Linked DNA regions of Hordeum vulgare: region 1 is linked to region 2. The links are chromatin contacts, called in public Hi-C maps. All regions are on one chromosome and are shown on one strand. The core of a region is the stretch at or near the end of the contact, and the rest is flanking DNA. Distances in the headings are between cores, read along the strand shown. Region 1 holds the start of LOC123440208. Region 2 overlaps LOC123440182 (a long non-coding RNA gene).

Evidence for each region. Hi-C and Micro-C count contacts between places; a contact is called where the count stands out from the background.
Region 1: a Hi-C map of leaf shows a contact between it and region 2, with 3 times the contacts expected there. The contact joins the promoter of LOC123440208 here to the enhancer-like site in region 2. A contact is called at or near these places in 3 of 6 Hi-C or Micro-C datasets (leaf and seedling).

What each region holds. Positions count from the first base shown.
Region 1 is chr1H:397,354,697-397,361,038 of MorexV3_pseudomolecules_assembly, reverse strand. LOC123440208 reads left to right here and starts at 4,508. Exons shown (of 3, transcript XM_045116780.1): 1 at 4,508-4,611; 2 at 4,745-4,911; 3 at 4,981-5,356. The coding sequence starts at 4,766. The coding sequence ends at 5,074. It also overlaps the pseudogene LOC123440197.
Region 2 is chr1H:397,174,709-397,180,570 of MorexV3_pseudomolecules_assembly, reverse strand. It overlaps LOC123440182 (a long non-coding RNA gene), which reads right to left. Exons shown (of 3, transcript XR_006630297.1): 2 at 5,251-5,425; 3 at 3,526-3,858. Among protein-coding and RNA genes, the nearest start is that of LOC123440162, 4.5 kb to the right of the region's middle. Within about 2 kb of position 2,915, at least 3 of the 3 cell types and tissues checked have open chromatin away from gene starts, as enhancers often do. A contact at or near this core is called in leaf and seedling, where this site is marked.

The DNA of each region.
Region 1 (6,342 bases), core at 3,259-5,758, 180 kb before region 2:
TGTCGTTAAACCTATGAATGATTCCGCGATTAATGAGCTGGGGGGTCTGAATACTCTATGTGAGAACTTGGACATCACGGCTGATCTGGAGGGGGGAGAGGTTTCTACCTTAAAGCAGAGTACCGAGGAGACACTTTCTTCGCTGGTCGACCTCCAAACTTCTGGTTATATGGACCACGAGGTTCTGGAGAAACCAAAACGGCCTTGGAAACGGAAGGTATATCCGGTTTCGGCGGTTAGAAGGAGTGCTCGAGCTAAGACTGTCAAAAAAAATTATGATGAAAGATGAGAGGAATTTTTTGGAATAGGAGAGGTCTTCGGGACTTGGCTAAAACAAGATTTCTTGCTGAGGCAACGTTAGAGCATCACCTTGATTTTATAGCGCTCATGGAGACTGGGAGAGACAATTTTACTTCTCAGTTTTTGAGCTCATTATCCGCGGGAGTGGACTTTGACTGGCATTTTTTCCCTCCAAGAGGAAGATCCGGTGGGATCTTACTTGGAGTAAGATGTGATACCCTTCATGTTCATGAAGTGGTACTGGGGGATTTTGTGGTTAAATTCAGGATTACATCCAAAGTGGATGGATTCAAATGGGCTCTCGTTGCGGTGTATGGGGTTGCTCAACCGGAGCTTAAACCTGATTTTCTCGCTGATCTGGTTCGGATCTGTGATGATAAATTACCGCTTTTGATAGGAGGTGATTTCAATATTATTAGGAGAGCTGACGAAAAGAACAATGATAATTTTGATGGCAGATGGCCATTTATGTTTAACACTATTATTGAGAGCCTCGACCTAAGGGAGATTGAACTCTCTGGTAGAAAATACACCTGGGCCAACTCCCTTCATAACCAGACTTTTGAAAAGCTGGACAGGGTTCTTACTAGCACTGACTGGGAATAGAAGTTTCCCCTAGTAACGGTGCGTGCGCTCCAGAGAGAAATTTCTGACCACACACCTTTGTTGCTGGATTCTGGTAGTGCTATTCATTTGGGCAACAAATTGGGATTCTCCTTTGAGTTAAGTTGGTTCACAAGGGAGGGGTTTATAGATTTGGTTGCTCGGGAATGGAATCGAGAGTTGGGTGGGACATCCAACATTGATCGATGGCAAAACAAAATTAGACATCTTAGACAATACCTTCGTGGTTGGGTTGAGAACGTCTCAGGGAGCTATAAGGCTGAGCAGGACAGGCTCATTAAACTTATAGACGATCTTGACCGTAAGGCTGAGACTATTATTCTGGATTTTAATGAGAGATCTCTGAAGAATGACGCTGAACAACGTCTTCGAGTACTCCTTAGAGAGGAGGAATCGAAATGGGCGAACAGAGCTAAACTTCGGGCAATTGTCCATGGGGATAATAATACTAAATTTTTTCACTTGATTGCAAATGGCAAGCATAGGAAAAAGAGAATCATTCAGCTCGAGCAAGATAAGGGAACAATAGTAGGTCATGAGAACCTAAAATTATATATCTCTAATTATTACAAAAAGTTATTCGGTGCTTCTGATCATAGTTTTGTGACTATGGATGAGCATCAAGTGGCGGATATCCCTCAAGTCGGAGAGGCTGACAATGAGTTATTATCTGCCCCTTTTACGGAGAAAGAGGTGTTCGAGGCTATCGGGGAAATGAAGAATGGTAAAGCTCCCGGCCCAGACGGGTTTCCGGCTGAGTTTTACAAGAAATGTTGGCATATTATCAAGAAGTATCTTATGACAGTGTTTCATGATTTGTATGCTGGTCAGCTTCAACTCTTTCATTTGAATTTTGGTACTATTACGCTGTTACCAAAGAAAGAGGGGGCGACCCGCATTGAGCAGTTCCGCCCAATATGTTTGCTAAACGTTAGTTTCAAGATTTTCACGAAGGTGGGAACATATAGATTAACAAAGATGGCACATTCGGTGGTGCAATCTACGCAAACAACTTTTATGCCTGGGCGGAATATTCTTGAAGGTGTCGTTGTTCTGCATGAAACATTGGACGAAATCCATTCGAAGAAACTTGATGGTGTTATCTTCAAGGTGGATTTTGAAAAGGCTTATGATAAAGTCAAATGGTCTTTCTTGCAGCAAACCCTTCGTATGAAGGGGTTCGACGAGCTTTGGCGAAAGCATGTCGATTGTTTTATAAAAAACGGTAGTGTCGGGATTAAGGTTAATGATGACGTAGGTCATTTCTTTCAGACACTCAAGGGTCTCCGACAAGGGGATCCAATGTCTCCTATTTTATTCAACATTGTTGCTGACATGTTGGCCCTTATGATTAAGAGGGCCAAAGATAAGGATCTGATTGGGGGGCTCATCCCGCACCTCGTGGATGGGGGAGTTTCTATACTGCAATATGCCGATGACACCATTCTGTTTATGGAACATGATCTGGTCAAAGCTAGGAATTTGAAGCTCATACTTTGCTTGTTTGAGCAGCTATCTGGGCTGAAAATTAACTTTAATAAAAGTGAGGTGTTCTGTTTTGGTAGTGCCAAAAATGAACAACGCACTTATAATCAATTGTTCGGTTGTGAAACTGGGAATTTTCCCTTTACGTATTTAGGAATTCCTATTCATCACCGAAGATTATCAAACAAGGAATGGAAATGCATTGAGGATCAGTTTGAGAAAAAGTTGAGTTGCTGGAAAGGCAAGCTTCTTTCTTATGGAGGACGACTAGTGCTGATTAATTCAGTATTAAGGAGTATGCCCATGTTTCTCCTATCCTTCTTCGAAGTTCCCGTTGGGGTACGGAAAAGACTGGATTTTTATCGATCCCGTTTCTTTTGGCAAAGTGATGAGCTTAAGACCAAGTATAGGCTTACTAGATGGGATATTATCTGTAGACCCAAGGATCAAGGAGGTTTAGGAATTGAAAATTTAGAGATAAAAAATAGATGTCTACTCAGCAGATGGCTGTTTCGACTATCTACGAAAATTTAGAGATCAAAAATAGATGTCTACTCAGCAGATGGCTGTTTCGACTATCTACGGAAACCGATGGTATGTGGGTACAAATTTTGAAGAACAAGTACTTACAGAACAAATCCTTATCTCAGGTTACATCTCATCCAACGGACTCTCCTTTCTGGAGGGGGTTGATGAGGACTAAAAATGCTTTCTTCCGTAGAACTAGGTTCATCATAGGTAATGGTGAATCCACTAGTTTCTGGGAAGATACTTGGTAGGGGAGATGCCTCTAGCATTTCAATATCCGCAGCTGTACCATATTGCACAACGGCGACATGCATCCGTTGCGTCAATACTTAGCGAGATTCCTCTTAATATTCAATTCCACAGATCTCTTATTGGTAATAGATGGATTAGTTGGCTCCATCTTGTGAGAAGGTTGATGGATGTTAACCTTTCTCACAATCCTGATCGTGTATATTGGAAGTTGACTAGCAATGGAATATTCACGGTTAAATCTATGTATATGAATCTCATCGATTCCGCACCTATTCCAAAATCGGCTCATATTTGGAAGATCAAAGTCCCTCTTAGAATCAAAGTCTTTATGTGGTTTGTTCATAAAGGGGTAATTCTAACAAAGGATAATCTTGCCAAGCGGAATTGAAATGGTAATTCTAGATGCAGTTTCTGTCCGGATAAAGAAACCATACAACACCTCTTTCTTCATTGTCCTATGGCTAAACTGGATTGGCGCTCGCTACATATTGCTTTTAACATCACTCCTCCTAACAATATAACCACGTTATTCGGGATGTGGCTAATAGAGGTTGATGTACATTTTGCTAAACTTATTCGCGTGGGGTCTTGTGCACTGTTGTGGGCAATATGGAATTGCAGGAATGACTTGGTGTTTAACAGACAACGCGATTTTCACTTCTTGCAGGTTATTCACAGGGCTACCGCACTGATCCGCACATGGTCATCACTCACTCCTGTTGACGTCAGGGAGCCTATGGTTACTGGGTGTGTCCGATGGGAGATGGTAGCACAGTGTATCTTCAACCGGTTTGGATAGCGTCATGTTAATAGGATATGTGTTTAGTCATCTATATTTATACCATCTCCGGCTTGGGCATGAGTGATGCCTTGTATCGTTTTGATTTTCCTTTTTACTTTAGACTTATTGTACTCAGTGGAGACTTATTTTTGATTTATAATATATGGCCGTATGCATCTCTCGATGCAGAGGCCGAGGCTCAGCCTCCTTTTCTAAAAAAAATGTCTATGTGTGCACTGTGCATTGCTGCTCATCTCGTTGAGCAAATTATGTCAATGGTAACCGTGTTGGCCTTTTGGGGTTTTTTGCCGAGGAGTTGTTGGCCTATGTATGTGCAGATGATGATTCGAGCATGAGAACAAATCAATGCCCTATTTCTACCACGTGCTTTGCTCGGTTGTCCTAGGCATCATCGTACTATATACTTACAGTAGTACTGTACTAGGGAGTAACGCAGCAGACGACCGAAAAGACTGCACCTTGGCCCGCACCCGCCGGCGTGACCTCGGCGTTGGGAGGCGGCGGCCGCTGACGCCGCGGCCGCTGACGCCGCGGCCGAGAGCGTCAGCGGTAGACTGACGAGTTGCCACCGCCACCGCCACCGCCACCGTTCTCAGCCAGAGGCGACCGCCCCCGCCAAGGTTTGTTGCCGTGTTGCGCCCGTCCGCCCCTCCCTAACCCCCCTGTCTAAACGCACACAAGCTGTTCGGCGCAATGCCACAGACAGATACAGATACATTTCGTTTCTTCACTTTCTTGATGTTTCAGACTCAGACAGATCGATCGACCGGAGCCATGCCTCTCCCCGCCAACCGTGTAATGGGATCCGCCTTCGTCGCGTTCGGCGTCACGCTCCTCGCCGGCTTCCTGTACGTCGCCGTCGGGTCCAAGGCCCTCGCGCCGTCCGACAACTGGTTCTTGCTCGCCGTCCAAAACGACAGGTTAGCATTGGCGCGCGGCTTCTTTCGTCTTGAGATTGCCGGCCTGCCTCATCTGCTGTTGTTCTCCAGGTACTACTGCTTGCTTGTGCCCCTGACCGTCCCTGTCATAATCGTGGCTGTGTATCTGCATTGGCTGAGCATGAAGATGTTCAAGCATGCGTGAGGGGTGCTACAGTCATGCAAAACGAAACCCATCATCAGTTCATCGCTCTTAAGATTGTGGTATTTTTGTTTTGTTTATTATACAGTGTAAGACAAAGTTCCTGTGGTGGAGAAACTACGCTGGATCTTACAACTGTTGTGTAAGGATGTGCTTGGTTTCTTGCCTCCCATTTGCCAATGACAGTGTTTTCGTGAGCCGATTTTTGGCATTGCCAAATTGTTTGGTTGATAGCCAATTATTGTGCCAATCAGGCTGGTTCCAATAGAGAGAAAGCATTGAGTATGTTAGTATTCTTTTTATTAACTTAGTCCATAAACAAATCATTATGATAGCAATACCAGTATTAACCGCATGCCTTTTTTTTCTTTTTGAAATGGAGCAGAAGAACTGCCTCGTTGATTAGTTCAGCATAAAAGAATTATGTAGTTAATTGATGAAAAGCCGGGCGAAAACATATACAATCACACCACATGCGCATTGCTTACAAAGCATGAAACCCAACATGATCAATACGACAAATATGGCCAACACGCAATGATCACAAATCCACATGCTTCTACATCGTAATGAAACCCTTGGCAAGGTCATCTCGGATGAAGACAACAGACACCATCAAATCCACACAGACAAACCAATCCATGATGACCAGAGAGACGTGGAATCATCAATTAAGCTGCAGCGGACACCTTTCCTATGCCGTCACTCCTTTTCTTTGATCCTAAGAGCCTTCTCCACCTTCTTCATTTTGTCGTTGGTAGTCTTCTCCGTGAGGAAGCAAAATCCGCCTTGCCAAATCCAGAGCTAGCCACCTCCAAGCAACTGAGCAAGTCACAAAGCTCTTCCACGAAGAGAGCCTCTGAATCATATGCCAATGAACTTGCCTCATTAACCTCGTCGCACACGGACATCACCTGTCCAACAGTCACATGCAAGAGAGTGTGAGGGTGTCTTGGACCAAGGAGTACTAACTCGAGGTGTTTGGCCCTTACTGGCCAAATTGGGGACCGTTAGGCCACCTCCTAAAGGACGATGGAAGGGTCAAGACTCGCTCGTATGAACAAGGAAACCTCCGAAGACTTGGCGTGTACCCTAAGGACATATCTATATTCGGCATGTGTCCAACCGACTTAAACATGTAACCTAGCTCCCCCTGAGTACCTATATAAGCCAAGGGGTGTAATCCGTAGGGGGACAACTTATTCGCCTTAGGGTTTAGAGCTTACACAACAATCTCGAGGTAGATCATCATCCTGTACTCGGTACCCCAT
Region 2 (5,862 bases), core at 1,666-4,165:
TTTTGATGTTGTCCCTTCTTGTTGGTGCAAGCTCCTGCAATGCTCCATAATTCTCAGTGTAACGCCAAATTAGTTTTGAATTGTGAGTTAACACATAGTTGTACTAATGGAGGAGGAATAGTTGCCACTTTAACTATTTCATTAAGATTATAAAAGGATAGGAACAAGAGGCAATAGTTCTTCGCCCGTGCAACCCATGCATCACAACCTACAATAACAGCATCAACAACCTGAACGAACAATAACAACACAAACTAACATATGGGATAGAGGCACCACCTATATGAAGTGTGTGAGGCCTTCGTCATCAAACTCCATAACAGTGTAGTGTGTGTCGTTGCCTTCACCAAAGGTCGCCTCCAGCATGACGATCGGCTTTTACCATCGACAAAGGCCTACTGTACTGTTGGCTGGTCGGGCTCCAGAATAGTGTCAACGTAATCATTATTGGTAAGTTGTTCACTCTTCAAGTTTCTCACAAGATAATTAGTTGGGCATCTAAGAAAAAGAAAATAGCTTCTTTGGTCCCAAGGAGGGGACATCCCCTCCCCTAAATTTTCAAATTGTATAATATTAAATATAAGTGACCGAGTTTGAAAATAATTTTTCTAAATAACTAATTTCGTGCATCTATTGATATTGGTCCCTTCTTGATGGTGCAAGCTCCAGCACTACTTCTTGTTTACGTATAACTAAAAAATAACTATCTATGTGGTATAATTGTCGTCAACTACATCTGGTTGTTGGTAACTAATATGTGGTATAATTGTCGTCAACTACATCTGGTTGTTGGTAACTAATCCCCTAGGGGATTCGGTCCACCTAGGATCAAGTGACCCTCACACTCCCAGCTTCACGCAATCCTCACTAATCTCTTGCCTATAATTCATATATTTCGTTTCTTTTAACAACAATAACAAGAAATTATCACATCACAACCACTTCTAAGCCATTCAGTTCTTCCTTCCCGTGAACTAACCATTGGCCGACAAGCACACTAGATCATTGTACTACTTCCATGAGAAGTATTGAGCTCAATATTACTGAACCACGTGCGTAAAGGAAGTGTTTACCAACCACATAAGTACACTTGTCACTTAACGTAACTATCCTTGGCCTAAGACTCTTGCAACATAAAAGACCATCCTCGGGTAGCCAACCATTAATACATGCTCCCTGGTTCTATTTCCTAGGAGCTGCATCTCATAGAGGCAATCAACCATCTATTATTGATTGTTCAAAATACATAGACAAGATCATGGTCCGCAAAACCACTCGATAAATGATCAATAGGTAGCATAACATGCCTAAGTTGTCTTGTTTCTAGACTCGAACGCCATTTGTCCGAATATGGATCATCTCATTAGCCATAAGTCGACACGTTATAAGTGAGTATGATAAGAGATCCGAAAGGTGGTGAAATAGACAATGAAACTCGCGTTGAAAATAGCATTATCCAGCGGAAAACATTGCGAGATCCGCGAATCTTTGATCCCATTACTTGCCACAACAATTGAACTAGCTAGAAAAAGTCATTCTTGCTCCTTAGAGGACGGACACCTTACGTGTCGACATTATGAGTGTGTGCGCACTAGCCTACACATGTCCAACTACCAAACCGACCAAAGCCTACTACTGACCAAAGCCAGATCTTTCACCAAATAGAGTTCGCGTAGGACTAGAGTGGTGCCTAGCCAAGCAAACTTTGTCTGCGTAAGCCATCTCAAGCATATTTTGGTACATGTGCTAGCCAACCCAATTATCAACCAGCAGTCATCATCCCATTGGTTTCCGCGACCTACATGCCCATTGCCAACCTGCCATCCCCGAATCCATTTAACACTGCAAGGATGTTAATATGAGGCCACACTAGGACTCGATTTGAATCAAGCGAAAGCTAGGTCGGTAAATTCAAAAAGGCTAAAAAATATACAAGGAAAGAGAACTTTCTTGCCGAGAGCACGGCGACCTAAGGGTGTCCTCTTCTTCCTTTTAGCGTTCTGTTTCCGGTCGAGTGAATGCAAGTTCGGTTGAAGATTGAGAGCAAACACCATGACTAACCAAGTATGAGCCGTACTTACACGCCAGCGTACATGAAAGCAAGGTTGGTCTTTTTATAGGAAATGGAAATGCGGTTTGCTAGTGACTTTTGTTGTTTTAGATCATTTAATCTGCCAAAGATATCACGTCCATATGCCCAAGATAGCATATGATAGTACAAACGCACATCGTTACATAATACTCCCTCTGTTTTCAAATATAAAATGTTCTACATACTATAGTATAAACTACATACGGACTAAAATGAGTGAACAAATACACTAAAATGCATTTCCATAAATTGAAATCAGGAAAGAAAAATAGAGCGTACATCTTATAATAACGTCAAATCATTAGGCATAGCCAAATGACACATTTTTTAACCTAAAGATAACATAAAGAAAACTATCACAGATTAAAAAAAGCACAAGGGTGCCAAGCATGAATCTAAACAATTGAAAATGATAAGAAAAAAATAATACTCCCTCCGTTTCAAAATACTTTGTGGTTTACCACGAAAAGTATTTGGAAGGAGTGCGTTACTGGAATGTCATGACTTTTAAATCCCACGCGAACAAAATCTACATGAATTGCCATGTTAGATTTCTGCGTTGCAAAGCAGCAGATACAGCTAGCTTTTAAATTTGCTTGCTGATGGCTGCTATGCCAGGGCAAAGTTGGACAAAGTGGTGTGACCGTACATGCTCACTCTGAAAGCATCTATCAAATGAGCCCATAGAGTTATGGGTTATGCCCAGGAGTCGACACGGCAGCACCAAACGTGCCAAAGTCAGATTTTTATTTCAAGCGCTGCACGTGAACCGTGGGCCCATCGATGTCCACTTACCTGCAATTCTAAGGCCGGGCCGGGCGACAAATCACTCCCAGGCCTCCGCCTTGCTCGCCTTTTCGCCATCACTCGCTTTCTATAGGGCCATGTTGCGGCCAAAATGTCCCTGACACGAGTAATGTATATTTTTTTACCAACTATACATACAGTTTGGACGGGCAGAAATAACATTTCACTATCGATGAAGAATCTCGGATGATTTTCTGGCACCAGCTTTCAAACGCAGACACTTTGGAGCCAGCGTAGTTTTGAAGCTAGAACTGGAGAAGCTAGATACACCCTCCATTCCTAAATACAAATCTTTCTTAAAATTTCAATAAAAACTACATACAAATGTATATAGATGTATTTTAAAGTGTAGATTCAATCATTTTGCTTCGTATGTAGTCATACTTAAATCTGTAAAATAACATTCATTTAGGAACGGAGGGAGTAGTATCTAGCTCCAACTTGTCTTTTTATTACTCCTTCCGTTCTAAAATACCTGTCATGGTTTCAGTTCAAACGGAGGGAGTACTTTGGTATATTAGCATAATTTTCTTTTAGAAAAAGAATATTAGCGTAAAATTTGGATTAAAAAACTTTTTTTTCTAAAACTAAAACTATGATGATCATATGAAATATCACCTCTACTATTTTTTTCAGAAAAAACTCCGTACAAATAGGAAGATAAGTCAGACTAGCTTTTGGCTAAACATTTTTTTATTAAATAATGTCCAATTAAAACAGTTTACCCATACCAGGAGATCCTGAGAACTCTCCTGTAGTTGAACTAGCTAGTGAAGCAAGGACTTTGCTGAAAGTCCCACATTTTGAATTTTGAATAAAATCCCTAGTTATCCCTAAAAAAACTAGTGAAGCAAGGGTTGCAGCGCATAGCCAGGTTGACTCCTCGCCCGCTTCCAATTAAAGGTGGGTGGTTTTTCTCCTCTTCAGCCTTGTTCCTTTTTGTTATACTCCCTCCGTTCCTAAATATAAGTCTTTTAAGAGATTACACTACGAGTCTACATACGAAGCAAAATGAATGAATCTACACTTTAAAATATGTCTATATACATCCTTATGTAGTCTATTAGTGGAATCTTTAGAAAGACTTATATTTAGGAACGGAGGGAGTATTTAATAAATTACCTTCTTCATGGCAAACAATTACTCAAAAATGGTAAAAATTAGCTACCCGATGTCATGATTCGAACGAGCAGTGAGAGTTGAAAAACAATATATGAGATACTCAATTATAAATCTTCACTCTTGTTTCTGCCAGAGCCCTGCAGCCCATCGGTAGAAGTTGAAGCAAGGGCCCTGTTTGGCTAGGTTCCGGTTCCACCGTTTGTGCTATAGATATGTTGTCATGAGAATTTTCCAATTTAGGGCTTCTGAAAGTGGTGAAATTTTCCCTGGCCAACTCCTGTTTTCCTTGTGAGTTCTTGGAGCTGTAGGTGTTCGGCCAGTTCGCACTATCATCATTCACCAGCCTACCTTACACACTATTCCCTCGTTAAAATGATCCCAAGTAAAAGGAAGCTGTGTAGATGTTTCTGGTGACAGCAGCATGAACGGCTGACAGAGAACTGGGCCTGGGACGTCCAAGGTTGCATTCCATACCAAAAGTAGAGCCAACAACCTGCCCAATTTCCACCCACTGATTTCGGCAGTGGGCGGCCCCATCCACTGATCTGGCGATGTGTGGGGGACCCCTGCTGTGATCAGGCGCCGAGCCTACTGGTAATCGACAGCGTGGACTGAAACAGCAAAGGAACAACTGAAAGGATGCAGATCAAAAGAGGCATGCAGATGCAGATCGATGTCACCTTTGTGAATTGCATGTCATGGATCAGGGAATCTAATCTCCATTCTGGACTAAGCCTACCATGTGGGGGTAGTGGCACCTTCTTTATCAAGATGAGCACGTTTCTATTTAGCCTCTATATTGGTTCAGAGATAAAACAGTCTCTCTACAAAGCTTACAAGAAACAAATGACTGCGCTGACTAATAGGCTAAGAAAGGTTGTGAGGTGTTTCTTGGGTTAGTACATATAAATTCAGCTACCATCTTACATGCATATTGTTGACAAGTCAAGACCCCATATATCGTAAAGCAACTGTAATACTTCTTTTCAGATGAACAGAGAGCTCCGGCGTTGATATATTTTACTCCCTTCGTTCCTAAATATAAGTCTTTAAAGAGGTTTCATTAGTGAACTACATACGGATGTATATAGACATACTTTAGAGTATAGATTCACTCATTTTGCTCCGTATGTAAACTCATAGTGAAATATCTTAAAAGACTTATATTTAGGAACGGAGGGAGTATAAAAAGAACGTTTATGGATATTCTTCCACCATTGGAATTTTACCTTTCGCTTTCTTGGAAAAGATTTATGCTCCCCCGGAGGGATAGTTGACACCTCAAGACCAATATATCGTAAATCAGCTCTAATACTTCTTTTCAGATGAACAGGGCTCAGGTGTTGATAAGTCATTCTTGGATAGTGATATTAGGTATTATCAATGGTGGCATCAGCCACATCCCTGCAGCCAAAGATAAGATTAAGATACCACTTTTGCCATGAATTATGTAGAGTATATAGTCAGAAAGAATATATAGAATTGTCCCTAGTACCTAACACGTGACAATTGACCATTGTTCTTTCAGCTTATTGCATAACTCCAGATTGTAATACCATATGATCCCCCAAATCTCGAGTGGTGAGAAATTTTTCACATTCCAAAATTTTAGAACATGCAATGAGTGATAGTGAAAGTGGAATCTGGCCGGTTTAATAGGTCCAGTATAAGATTGGTATTACGGGTTTCAGAATTCAACACCTTAGTCTATTGGATGTAACCTTCCATATATGTATTGATATACCAATACATACACTGATGGTACCACGTCAAAAATACACATGGATACATAGAGAGAGAAAGACAATGTATTGCTTCTCGTATTCAAGGAGACCATACTG